2 separate regions of the Mus musculus genome follow, and region 2 is linked to region 1. The links are chromatin contacts, called in public HiChIP or PLAC-seq maps. All regions are on one chromosome and are shown on one strand. The core of a region is the stretch at or near the end of the contact, and the rest is flanking DNA. Distances in the headings are between cores, read along the strand shown. Region 1 overlaps Mtcl1 (microtubule crosslinking factor 1). Region 2 has its middle 25 kb from the start of Gm41608.

Region 1 (6,652 bases), core at 1,901-4,400:
TCAAAACGCCTCTGATAGGAATAGATGAGTGGTACACCACTCATCAAAGGCTGGAGAAAGTGTCTTCCCGGGTGTCTGTCCCGGTGATGAATCACCCTGGAGCCATTTGAAAAGTGTGCGTTTGTGTCTCCTCGAGCAACTACCAACGTTGTGGGATAGAGGCCTTCCCTGTGTGCTGTACAGGCTAACAAAGAGGCTTTCTTGTGAAAGTTTCAGAGTCCTGAAACACTAAAACTCACGAAATCCATGGGGAAATGGATAGCTCCAGTATGAGGCTACTCTGTTACATTTTAGTTATATAACCGAGGATTAAAGTGGATATACTTAACTCTGTCCAAAGATTGTACTGGGGAAACATTAAAGAAAATGTGACAGGGGGTGCTCTCCCTAGAGGGCCAGGGGCTCTGCCAGTCTCTGCCCCTCACGGGGGCTTCTCTCCACAAGTAGATGGTGATTCTGCTTGCTTCTGTTAAATTGCATACTGCTTGCTATATGCATACATGCTCAGCTCTTCCTATCCCAGGCCTGTGAGTCCAGAATTCATCCCCCCAGCTCATGAAGCACCCACTCAGGGAAGGGAGGTGAAAGACCAGCAGTGAGCCCGGCAGCTCACTTACCTCTAGGTTGAAACAGCTCTGGCCTCCCAGCCCATGGTGGCTCCCGGAATCCCCATCCGCGCGCCGGTGCAGCTCCCGAGTGGCTCGGAGACGCAGGCCCTCTCGCTCGTCCCCTCGATCCTGATTGAGCTGCCATTCCAGCTGCTCTCTCAGTTTGGACTGTGAGGTGCATGAAGGGGATTTATTTCACTTTTGCTTTTAATTTTTCAATGGGAAATAGAAGACAAAGGGGTAGGTAAAAGCTGGAGGAGGTGGAGGGTAAAACATGAAGTGGGTAGACAATGGGAAGAACTATCAGACAGAGAAGAGCGTGAATTAAAAAAAGAAAAGAAATCAACGCAAACACCTAAGAGAGCGAACAAAACGGAACTAGAATGGGTATGAGCGAAAGGAGGAACTAACGTGGAAAGCAGATCTAGGGGGCGGATATGTGTAACACTGGATATAAGACACATGCAATGGGGACACAGGCACACTACCCATGAAGGACACGGGGAAGAGGCTCTGCCTTCCTTACTTGTGGGTTGAGCAGCCAAAGCCACAGTCCGGGGCAGCAGCTGGGCCATGCACCCAGGGCGAAACTCCCCTTGGCCCTCACCCTGGGCGGCGAGGGAGGGCGGCAGGAGCGCGTGGCAGCCGCAGCCGGGGGTTTTCCTTCAAAACCAGCCTCCTCAGAACTGGCTCCTCTCCCCCATCCCGGATTATCTTCCAGAGGGAGTGGGTGGGCCTGGGATGCCTGAGACTTCTCAGAACTGCACTTGTCCCTCTGGTGATAAACCAGAGGGAGTCGGGCGCTTGTTAACTGAGTCTAAGTGTCCTGACTGTGATGGGAGTCGGTATTTTGTCTGAAACTCCTCATAGCTTCTTCGTCAGGGTGGCTGGTTAGTTGAGACACCAAGAGAGGTGCAATGGAAGGCTGCATCCGTCCCTAGCGCCTCCACTGGGCGTGGCCTTGTCGTGAAAGGCCCTCTAAACCACGAATAGTGGTGTGATTAAGGTAGAAGAGAACAGGGGAAGGAACAAGGAAATAAAAAACGAACTTACAAAACAAAATTAAAAAAAAAAAAAAAAAAAAAAAAAAAAAAAAAAAAAACAAAAGAAAGAAAGAAACCAACCGAGAGAAAGGATTTAGTTGACGCGGAGACTTTAGTACAATGCAGGTCTGAACTTAAAACCAAGCAGCCGTAAGCAGTGCGAGCCCTAGAGCAGCAATGCCAGCGAAGAGGAGGAGGAAGAACGAGACGGAGCAGGGAGGCAAGGCTGGGAGCCCCCTTACCTGCAAGTCTGGGCCCAACTCCTTTCCCAGGGTCCCGATGGGGGAGTCCCGGGACACAGAAGTCACAGTGGAGAGGAAGCTGGATGACTCTGTGAGGTGGGATAAGGGCGAGAGACCATCCACAATCCGGGACATCTGCTCCAGGAAGGCCTGCAGCTCTTTCCTGAAAGCCTTCATCCTCACATTGATGGTCTCCAACAAGTGGGGCTCACTCGGGCTGTTGCCCTCACCTCCTCCGCCTTGGACTCCAGGTGAGGCCAATCCATTGCCCCGCAGTCCTGAGTCGTGGATGAAACCATCTGTATCAGAGATGAGGCGCTCCACAGTCCGCTCAAGCCGCTGAGCCTCCAGCTTTATGGTCACCAGGCACTCGGTATCCTCCCGGACCCTTAGCAGCTCTGCCGGGCATGGCTCACTAGCCTCCGACGGCTTTCCGCTTCCGAAGCCCGAGGTCTTCTCAAACATGTCCTCCGAGTCGCTCTCCCCACCAACAGGGCCTTCTCGCTTTGGCTGGGGAAGGCGGCCCTCCTCCCCATCGCTCTCTTTCTTGCCCGCGTCACTCTCGGCATCACTGTCCCGGGGGCTAGGAGCGCGCAGCCCCAGATGTGCGGCGAGGTCACCCCGTTGGGCATTGGACAGAAGCAGCCGGTTCTCACACTGCAGCTTCAGTACCTTCCCGCTCAGCTCATCGATCTGTAGCCTGGCTGACTTCAGCTCCTCCTGCAGGGGAACGCTGGCCGCGGGGCCCTTAGACACACCGTCCCCAAGCCACCCTGACTCCTGGTGAGGCTCAAACTTGAACTTGCTCAGCTCGTGGGTCAACTGCCGGTTGTGATCTTCAATCTCAGAGATGGATCTCCTCAGCAGCTCAGCCTCTTCTTCCACAAACTGCAGGTGCCGGCGGAGCTCCGTGGAGGACTCCATTGAGTCTCCGAAGGGTGAGGTAGGAGTGCTTGGCACGTGGTCCCTGCCTGTTCCCTCGCGTTCATGCTGAACCCGTATGTCTTCCATCTCTGCTTTGAGGCCACGGTTTTCCACCTCCAGCTCCACGATCTTCCTGCCCAAGATGCTGGCTTCCTCCTCCACCAACTTCAGCCGCAGTTTCAGCTCTGCCTCCCTGGTGCTGGGGGGACCACCAGCCTCCCCTGTTGGGAGGGGACTGTCCACATCACCATAGAGGGACTTATACTTCTGCAGTTCCTGCTCCAACTCGTCCTTCTCCCGCCCCAACTTGGCCATCTTTTTGCGCATCAGGGAAGCTTCCTCTTTGACAAACTGAAGCTGACACTTCAAATCCGCACTGTCATCCTGCCAGGCAAGAATAGCCCGAGGGAGGGTTATCTGAAAATACCAAATGTGTGCTTTTTATGGGCCCCTCACACCTTACCCTTAACACACACACATGCATGCACATGTACACACACATATACACACACACATGCACCTGCACACACACACACACACACACACACACACACACACACACACATTCTTCCTGTTGGTGCTGTTGGCTTGTGGAAAGAGAGGCGCCATGCCAGAGCAGCAGTGAGTCTTGGAGTCTTTGCAGATGGAACCCTAAAATGACCCATAGTTTGTTGCTTTGTCAAGAAGCTGAAAAGTGGGCTGGTGAGATGGCTCAGCGGGTAAGAGCACCCGACTGCTCTTCCGAAGGTCCAGAGTTCAAATCCCAGCAACCATATGGTGGCTCACAACCACCTTTAACAAGATCTGACTCCCTCTTCTGGTGTGTCTGAAGACAGCTACAGTGTACTTACATATAATAATAAATAAATTTAAAAAAAAAAAAAAAAAAAAAAGAAGCTGAAAAGTTAGTTTTGGGGAAGACCATGCAACACAGAAACCAGCACACAAGTTATAAATGAAGAAGGATGAAGAAGGGGAAAGTGAATGAAGTCTAAGATCCATTTGCAACATGGTGGCCAGTGGTGACTTTGCAGATCCAGCCTGGCACATCAGCAGCACTCTGAGCAAGTCACCAAAGTCCTTCATCAAAACCTGACGGTAAAGCTAACAGGATTCAGGGACTACATCTATCTGGTGGCCACTGTAAATGTCCCTCAGATGTCTGAAAATCCAGAAGGTTCCACCAGGTCAATGAGGTTGAACAACTCTTATAATAATAATAAGTTAGAGCCTCGCTTTTCCACTGACTAGCTGAGGGGCATGAGACGGGGTAATCCATCTTTCCACTTGGCATGTGTCCTTCCTCAAGGCTCCCCAAATGACATGAAGACAGAGGCCGTAGTCGGCATCTCAGAGCTTTCCAAGCTGAAGTGCCACATGAGAACACACCCTGACATCTAGGACATTTTGCTTAGTACAAGTGAAGACATCTGGGCTCCTTGCCGGGCTAGAGCCACTTTGGAGCCTTTTGTTCTGGTCCTCTGTTTTGGTTGCTGTGACACAGCAGGAAATTAAACAGAGACCAGAGAAAGAAGCTAAGTGTTTGAAAATCTGAGAAGTAGTTCTCAACAGAATTCCAGGGAATCCAGAGTACTGCCCAGGACACGTTAAGACAGTCAGCTACCTTTTCAGCCTGGGTCCCGGGCCTTCAGGTAATCTATACTATCTTGGCTTACCGGATTGTTGTATCTTTTGTGTTCAGGATATACGAACAGTGAATTTCATAAAGCAGTTCTGTTAAACTGAGGGGGGAATACTGAGGCCTGCAAAGCCCCCCGAACCCCCATCACATGGAGAGTGTGCTGACACCTGCTCTGAGACTTGCTGAGCGGTGGCTGTCCAGGCTGTCACCCACGTGGTAGACACGTCAGCCTTCTGTGCATGGCTGTTTGTGTCCCCGCTGTCTGGGAGGCTCTATGAAGTCCCCGAGCTCAGAGAACCATAGCTATTTCTCTGTCACAACCTGGCAGAACAAAGCCATCTGACACTGAGATATAGAAACTATTTGCTTAGTGCCTTGCCCGCTTCTCCCTGACCACAGACAGACTCATGGAAGGAGAACTGAGTGACCCAGACAACTGCAGAAAGCATGATGTGCAGAGCGTCCCCTGGGGCCTAATGTACCCTATGTGTGGTCCATCATTGTCCCCTGGGACCTCTTCCCCAACACCCACCCTCTGTGTACTATGGAGAGCCATCTACACAGGTCACAATCTTCGAGTTCTTAACATTTTCACACTAAGGATTTAGTTTTGGTTAGGTAGACAAAAACAAAACAAAACAAAACAACTCCATAACTAACTCCATGACTTCTCTTGTTCTGGTTTTGGGGACAGGGTTTCTCTGTGTAGCCCTGACTGTCTTAGAACTCACTCTGGCCAAGTGAACTGACTCTTAGACCAAGCTGGCCTTGAACTCACAGAGATCCGACCATCTCTGCCTCTTGGGTGTTGGGATTGAAGGCGAGTACCACCATGCCCAGCGGCTCTGCTCTTTTAACCACTAGCAAAATGGGTCCATAGATTCTGTGGCTGTAATTTCTTTCTCAGGATTTCATGCAAAAGTTGTAAGGACACACAGTGTGCCTGATCCTGACACTAACGAATGCACACCTGCTCCTTCCCTCATCCATCCATTCATCCATCCATCCATCCATCCATCCATCCATCCATCCATCCAGTGTCTATTGAATATTTGCTTAGTAGCAGCCATTGGTGTATACTTTCAGACAGCTCTGATTTCTCAGAACATTGTAAAGTAACACAATGAAAATCATGTTCCTAGCTCCCTGCTAGACAAAGATGTACACACACACACACTGACAACTCCTCACTGTTTACATCGAGTTTGCAGAAAGCTACAATACTTAGCAATGGAGACAGGTTGAAAATACATTCTATAACTGAATTCTCGTGAGAGTTAAATACAGGAACTGGGAGAGCGAAAAGCTTCAATCTATCCTTAGCTGGGTGACCAGAGTGTCACCAAAATCGCCTAAATGACCCCACCACTACCTCTAAGGTAGATGAATCCTTCAGCAGAGACTACCGACAAGAGTATCATTCAACCAGATACCCATCCTCTGCCGCCCCTAGCCTGAGGCTCAAGAGGGCCCGACCAAGGGAAGTGCAGAGCCATCTCCTGTAACCCATGTGAGGCCTTGGTACCATTGATGGCCGGAGACATTTAACCCATCTCGAGAAGCAATTGTCGTTAAACGGGAGTATGGATCAGGGGCTCTCAGCAATCTTTCCTGGGACCAAGGTGAAAAGTGACTGGGAAGGAAGGGTCTATGAAAGGTCTGAGACTCAAAAGCTCCCACGTGTTGGTCATCACCTGCTCATACAAGCAGAGCATCCCACAGAGCCCCGCAGTCATCCTGGCTTCTGGAAAACCTGACCCTCACACTTCCACCATCCATCACCTCCTAAGAGTCATCTCTAGCACCATTCTCCCCCTTAACCTAGACCAAGGACAGCAACATCATCAATGTCACAATTAGCCCAAAGAGTATCCAGTCTGCAGATCATCTGAAGATCCATCATTCTCCAGTCTTCTTTTCCTTGAAGAAAGAAAACTCCAAAAAAGCAGGCACTCTGATGCGTGATAAAGCATGCTGTCATTTCTACCAACACCCATGCAGCACACTACAGGGCCTGCCACCAGACTAGAGCAGCGAGGGGTACAGGGAGAGGGAGGGAGAGACTTGAGAACCTTCAAGCCTGGTAAATGAAGAAAGTAGTGAAGAAGTTGGTCTCACTCCCTGATATCACTACAGCTGAAGCAGGACCTACTACTCTGTGAGGATGATGAGAGAAAGGGGTGCCTCTACCCA
Region 2 (6,614 bases), core at 444-2,943, 99 kb after region 1:
CTTTAATCCCAGCACTCGGGAGGCAGAGGCAGGCGGATTTCTGAGTTTGAGGCCAGCCTGGTCTACACAGTGAGTTCCAGGATAGCCAGGGCTATACAGAGAAACCCTGTCTCTAAGAAAACAAAAACAAAAACAAAAACACAGAGTTGCCTTTCTTGCAGAAGCAATGCTCCAGAGTCCTGTTCACACCATGGGATGCTTGGTGGCCATTTCAAGGTGAAATGGCTTACCTCCTGAATTTGGAATTTTTTTTCAAATTTCCTTTCCCATTTTATAAAGAGAAAATAGCTACTTACAGGAGGAAAATGAAGGGTTAAAATATTTTATAATGAAGTATTTTCTCAATCAAATAAAATGGGGTCAACTACCAACTTGAATGTTTCACATCTTATCTTACGTTGCTTGAGAGACTTGTACCACTCCCATTTCTCATTTATAAGTGCAAAAACCTCACTCTTTTCTCCACATTATTCAAGCTGAGAAGTCTATCACTACTAGCACTTGCCACATTTACAAACGTAAACCACCCAAAGATGAAGATCAATTTAGCTGATGAAAACTTAGAGCAGGATACTTTGGCTCACACAGAACCAGTGTGTGCACGGTAATCTTTTTCCTACGGTGGATTACAGAGGCCACATGTCATCATCTATCTGCAGACTAGAAATAGACTGTTTCATTGCATTCTACCCAGAGAGCGGGTGTCGCTGGCAGGCCCTCAAAGTAGCTAAGAGTGAGTCTAGCTCTTGCAGAAGACCTAAGGGAGGACCCTAGCCCATCACATGAGGTGACTCCCAATCACTTATGACTCCAGTGTCAGGACATCTGCCACCCTCCGGTCTGCACAGGCACCTTCATGAAATGGTACACATAAAATTCACACAGATGCATGCACATACACGTTAGTAAAAATACATAAATCTTTTAAAACATGACTGTGTTTAAAAAAAAAAATCGTGTGATACATACATGCCCATGCACAATTATTGTTTGTCAATTAAAAGAAGAGACGGGTATGGTGGTATGCGTGTATGCCTGTCTGTTTGAGTATGTCTGTGTATGTGAGTACAGGTGCCAATCAGAGGCCAGAAGGGTCAGATCCTTTGGAGATGGAGTTATATCGGTGGTTGTGAGCTGCCTGACATGGGTGCTGGGGACTGAGTCAGGCTCTCTGTAGGGCAATCGCTTCCCTTAACCGCCGTGCCCTTTCCAGCCTCTAGTGATTATCAATGAAAGCCCTTTGGAGACCAGCAGGCTCTGGAAAAAGCTTTCCCTGATATCCCTTAACCTGCCTCAATATTGGACCATCAAAAAAGGAAAACCATTGCATTCGTCTCCTTTCTGAGGCTTGGCGGAACTGACGCCCAGCCGGCTCTGTTCCAAGCTGTCCTCTGGACTCATTCTCTCCTCCTCCGTATCGCTTGTACCCCCCTGTCCCCTCTAAAACAGTGTATAGAGACCTCAGGCCTCAGCGCTCCTGGTACCACCGACCTCCTTCCCTCACAAAGACAAGAGGGCAGGGAAGCGTGGATCAGCTCTCCAAACCACACTCCTAGAGGACAGGTGACAGAGGGAGAGCATGACAGACAGTGGAGAAAGGAGGAAAGCAAGACTAGCGTGCCTCAGCCCACGCATGCTCCGAGGAGCTGTGCTCGCCCGCTTAGGCAGCCTCAGCGCACGCATGCTCCGAGGAGCTGTACGAACCCACCAGGCTGCATGTAGGTTGTGGGCCAAGACTGTATGAGAGTCTCTGAAGGGAGTTTCCATTCTGCTGGTTAGAAGCCATGGATCCTAGATAAGTCACTTTCCCTCTATCTTGGAGTCCCTGGTTCAGACATCAGGTGACCAAAATCCGCTTGTTTCGCAAGCTCCTTTGAGAATAAATTCATCCAAAACGGGGAGTTGTGACAGAAGCCTGTAAATTCAGCACTTGGAAGCGGGGGTGGGGGGTTAGGAGGGTGGGGGAAGATAGGCCGTTCAAGGTCATCCTTAACCAAGAAGTGGGGGAAGAAACAGAAAGGAAGACAGAATAGGCAGCTATTGATATGGAAATCCAGTACGGCACACAGCACCCTTTGCCACAGCCTCCACCTCCGACCCTGCGCTTTGCATACAGCTGGAGCCTTCCCTCTGAAGTCACTGAGCCTACGGGTGTCTAGAGGGACAAAGAAAGGCGCGGCTGTTGCGGGAGCTGTAGAATAAAGGTTTAGCCCGGACCCCTATTGTCCTGCCTTCTTACTCTTGTTTTCACATTTCAATTAGCAAAGCTGAACTGGGAGGCCAACTCTTTGTTTTCGTCGTAGCCTAACTCAAATTCAACGCTAACCTGAAGAATCTGTGGTACGGCGATAAAAATAAAGTGGTCAAATCGGAGGTTGTCAGTCACAAACCAAAAGGGCCTACGCAAAGTCATAATCCTAAGGAGGGCATTTTAGGATGACTTTCAAAACAAAGTTAGCCTCTTTTTTGGGAGGGGGTTGTGTGTGTGTCTGGGCGGGTTCTTCTCGGCTTAAACAGGCTCCTCCTGGGCAGAAGTTACTGTGGCTTGGAGAGCCCAGTATTGCCTATCTGATGGGTCCCAGGGCCTCCCCGCCCTGGTTCAACGTGATCCGATTAGCTGGCAGTCTCCGGAGGTCAGGAGCCCAGCTGCAAGTGCAAATTGGTCTTGGGAAAGGGTGTGGCTTCCAGTCTCTGCTAGTCTCCCCCACATCAGCAGGGCTGCTTTCCTTGGTAAAATTCAGGAGGACTGGAGGAGGAGAGAATTTTTATCGAGTCCTTAGCATTGAGGCGACCCTGTGCACTGGTACAGGCTGACCTCCCCTCATCAGCGCAGATGGCCTGCAGCCAGTGTGACCAGCCCCCAGCCTCCCGTTCCCTCATAGATTGCTCAGTGCCACTGATCCACCCGCGACTGTCGCTGTTTATGATTTAATTTATACTAATAGGTTAAAGCGTAGCTGTGACATTTGTCATTTTGTATGGGAGCAACATGCTTCTGTAAGGCAATTAACGCTAAATGCTCACTACAGTACGGTAGTGACGCTTGTCTGTGTGAATTGTTATTGAAGTACGCCAAGGCAGATTTCCCAAACAGTAAGCGTACACTGCCGATTTAAATTGATCCTTGTACCCACAAAGTCACATTACTGCACACGGAATTTCCTTTCTTGCTTGCTTCCCTCCTTGGCAGACACAATTGATCACCAGTCACCATCCATTCAGACACTCATTTACACCTTCAGGACACACCTGCCATCAGGCCCATCCCCAAGTGTCTTAGGAGTAATTACATCACACACCAACCGCCAGGCTGAGAGGCAGGGGAATCTCATGAATGTGAACAGAATGTGTTTATAAAAAGATAAAGGGGGGGGGGGCAGTATGTTTTATGGAGGTGTAGTCAGGTATGGGGAAAGGAGGTGCCTTGGCGGCCCATGCTGAGGCATCCCTTCCCCCTGAGGGACCAGCACATGACGGGATAGTATAGAATAGAGTTTATTAAGGACATGGGGAAGGGAGTTAAGAGGGTAGTAGAGGCAGCAAAAGGAAGAGGAGAGGAGAGGGAAAGGTGGGGGGAGAAGTAGAGGCCGGCCATAAGCAATGAGTACATGGAGACATGGGGATGGAGGGGGGGCAGGGAATGGGGAGAAAGAAGGCAAGAAAGCAACAGAGTGAGGAGGGGCCAAGTGGCCCCTTTTATAGTGAGTCAGGCATACTTAGCGATTGCTAGGTAACTGTGGGGCGGAGCTTAGACTGAATGCTAACAGTCTACACTTCTGTTTTTTGTTTGTTTGTTTGTTTTCGAGACAGGGTTTCTCTGTATAGCCCTGGCTGTCCTGGAACTCACTTTGTAGACCAGGCTGGCCTCGAACTCAGAAATCTGCCTGCCTCTGCCTCCCAAGTGCTGGGATTAAAGGCGTGCGCCACCACCGCCCGGCTACAAAATGAGTTCTAGGACACCCAGGTCTACCCAGAGAAGCCACGTCTTGAAACACCAAACCAAAGAAATAAGTAAACAGATGAATGGACGTATAAATATGGTCCTGTCGAGCCTTGATATGAATATGGCTATGTCTCTGAGATTGGCTCAAGTCAATCACAACACACATTATAAAATACAGAAGTTTACTGTTGTTCTTTTCTTTTCTTTAAAGATTTTTTTTTTTTTTTTTTTTTTTTTTTTGGTTTTTTGAGACAGGGTTTCTCTGTGTAGCCCTGGCTGTCCTGGAACTCACTTTGTAGACCAGGCTGGCCTCGAACTCAGAAATCCGCCTGCCTCTGCCTCCCGAGTGCTGGGATTAAAGGCATGCGCCACCATGCCCGGCTTAAAGATTTATTTATTTTATGTACATCATCACTATCTTCAGACACAGTCATCAGAACCCAATGGTTGTGAGCCACCCTGTGGTTGCTAGGAATTGAACTCAGAACCTCTGGAGGAGCAGCCAGTGTTCTGAACTGCTGAGCCATCGCTCCAGCCCATACTATTGTTATAACTCGATAATGACTTATTTCAAAAAGCAAGGATATTACATTTTATAATAATCAGGATTAGCCAACTTTATTTGGTGTGACTTTCCAAAGTTCAGGACTCTCTGAGGCCATGCAGAGCCAGAAGCCGAGACCAGAGTTACCCAGTGAATGTGCGGTAGCCCCCACTCAGGAACTGAACTCTCCTGGGAAGAACTCAGATCCTAATGCAGTGCCTGCTGCAGAGCTGTCCCCCAAGGTTTTTTGTCTGTTTGTTTTATATGACTTTCTTTTCTAGATGTTAGTATTGATTAGTGTTTATAGGAAGGTTAGGATCTGGGCGGATCCAACAATCTTCGTTCTGAAGAAGTCCAGTAGGGTACCCAGTGAGGCCATTTGCATGCTATTAAAGCAAAACAAACAAACAAACAAAAAAAAAACTTGCTAAACTAGTCTGTGGTCGCGAAGCTGGTGGCCTCTCAGTAGGCAGTTAGGAACTGTTTAAGCAGAACTTGACCGTCCTGAAGGTGTTCCTTACTATAGTGTGCTTGCCTAGCGTGTGTGAGGCCCTGGACTGTATCCCTAGCACAGAAAAATAGCCGAGCAAGACGAAATGCTGAAGTAAAACATGATGAACTTTGTACAGAGTGTTAAGTGTTAAACCAAATGGAAAGGCGGAAAATACTAAATGAGACTTGCCGTTATTTATTTCTTTGTGTGTGTGTGTGACCCCACTCCTAACACAGTTTTCACACAGAGGCCAGAGGGCAAACTGTGGGACTTAATTCTCTTCCTCCACCAAGTGGGTTCCAAGACTGAACTCCGGTGGTCAGGGTGGGTAGCAAGTGCCTTTTCCCATTGAGCTAACCCAAGATTTAAAATAAGGAAAACCCCAGATGTGTCAAACTCTAGGCTCAGCCCCCAGCACTGCAAACAGGTCAATGAGGAAAGTGAATGAATGAATGAACGAATGAATGAATGAATGAATGAAGATATGAATAGCCGAGGAAAGGATTGTAGATCGCCTGAATTAGCACTAATGAGCCAACTGTTAGCAACTGAAGCAGAGAGCTCACCAAGTGGCCTTGGTCCAGAAAGGGAAGCCAGGGATATGTTTGGTATAGGTGCAGTATGGTGAGGTGGAAGGGGGTGCCTCTGGGGGCCCATGCTGAGGCATCCCTTTCCCTTGAGGTACCAGCCATAGGGCGGGATAGTATAGAATAGAGTTTATTTAGGGCATGGGGAGGGGAGTTGGGAAGGGAGTACACACACACACACACACACACACACACAGAGGTAGTCTATCAACAACACGTGAAGAGAGGAGAGAGGGGGGAGGGGAATGGGAGAGAAGGGGCAGAGAGGGAAAAGTGTAAGAGGGAAAGAGAGCAAGAGAGTAAGAGAGCGGAGGGGCCAAACAGCCCCTTTTACAGAGTCAGGCATACCTGGCTATTGCCGGATAACTGTGGGGCAGAGTCTACGGATAACTCAAGTTGTTTTCTCTGTGGAAACAGGGCCAGAAACACCTCCAGTCAGGGCTCTCAGGGGGCCACTTACTGGCCCTGTCAGGATCTCAGAGCTGTAAGACTGGTGAAGTGCCCTCAGGGCTGTGAGGTCATTCTCTAGAGAACTCCCAGCATTCAGTGTAGCTGTCCAGGAGTCACAGAGAACTGGGTAGGTACACCTGAAAGGGAGGCTGAGAATGAGATCGGATAGGCGGGCGAGAGAAGAATGAAGCCAAGCCAAAGAGTTCCAATCATGGCTCAAAGTTTCATTTTCAGCTCCGAGTTTATATAGGCAAACCCCAAAGACCCATCCCTTTGTTTCAGTTGGGTTCTGTTACAACAGGAAGTCAACTCCTCCTGGAGGCTCCATTAGAAATGCAAATGTGGTCCCTCCAGCATGGTTGCAAACCCTCTGAGGTCTGTTTAGTCAACTCAAGGCTGGGGGAAGGGCTTAATTCAGGGCACTACAGTGCCAATCCACAAAGCCACATGCTGTCATCCCTGAGACACTGAGTCATCTAGGAAGACCCGAATGTCCAACATGAAATCCTTGGAAACTCAGGTGACTGGAGGCCAGCATGAGCCAGGCTACTCTGCAGGTTGATCTTACCATCAGCTCATCTCCTGGGAAGCGGGTTG

What was found. HiChIP or PLAC-seq counts read pairs in DNA pulled down with a chosen protein or histone mark.
Region 2: a contact with region 1 is called in an H3K27ac HiChIP or PLAC-seq map of embryonic stem cells, with 9 read pairs. The contact joins two enhancer-like sites. A contact is called at or near these places in 1 of 484 Hi-C or Micro-C datasets (embryonic stem cells), 6 of 115 datasets of contacts at active chromatin or transcription factors (embryonic fibroblasts and embryonic stem cells) and 3 of 9 other capture datasets (adipose tissue, liver and pancreatic islet).

Annotation. Positions count from the first base shown.
Region 1 is chr17:66,377,236-66,383,887 of GRCm38.p6, forward strand. Mtcl1 (microtubule crosslinking factor 1) reads right to left here. Exons shown (of 14, transcript NM_172963.4): 5 at 1,894-3,201; 6 at 618-776. Among named protein-coding and RNA genes, the nearest start is that of Mtcl1, 69 kb to the right of the region's middle. Within about 2 kb of position 3,151, at least 8 of the 459 cell types and tissues checked have an H3K27ac peak or open chromatin away from gene starts, as enhancers often do. A contact at or near this core is called in embryonic stem cells, where this site is marked.
Region 2 is chr17:66,477,813-66,484,426 of GRCm38.p6, forward strand. No RefSeq gene overlaps it. Among named protein-coding and RNA genes, the nearest start is that of Gm41608, 25 kb to the right of the region's middle. RefSeq lists an enhancer at 584-4,333. Within about 2 kb of position 1,694, at least 124 of the 459 cell types and tissues checked have an H3K27ac peak or open chromatin away from gene starts, as enhancers often do. A contact at or near this core is called in embryonic stem cells, where this site is marked.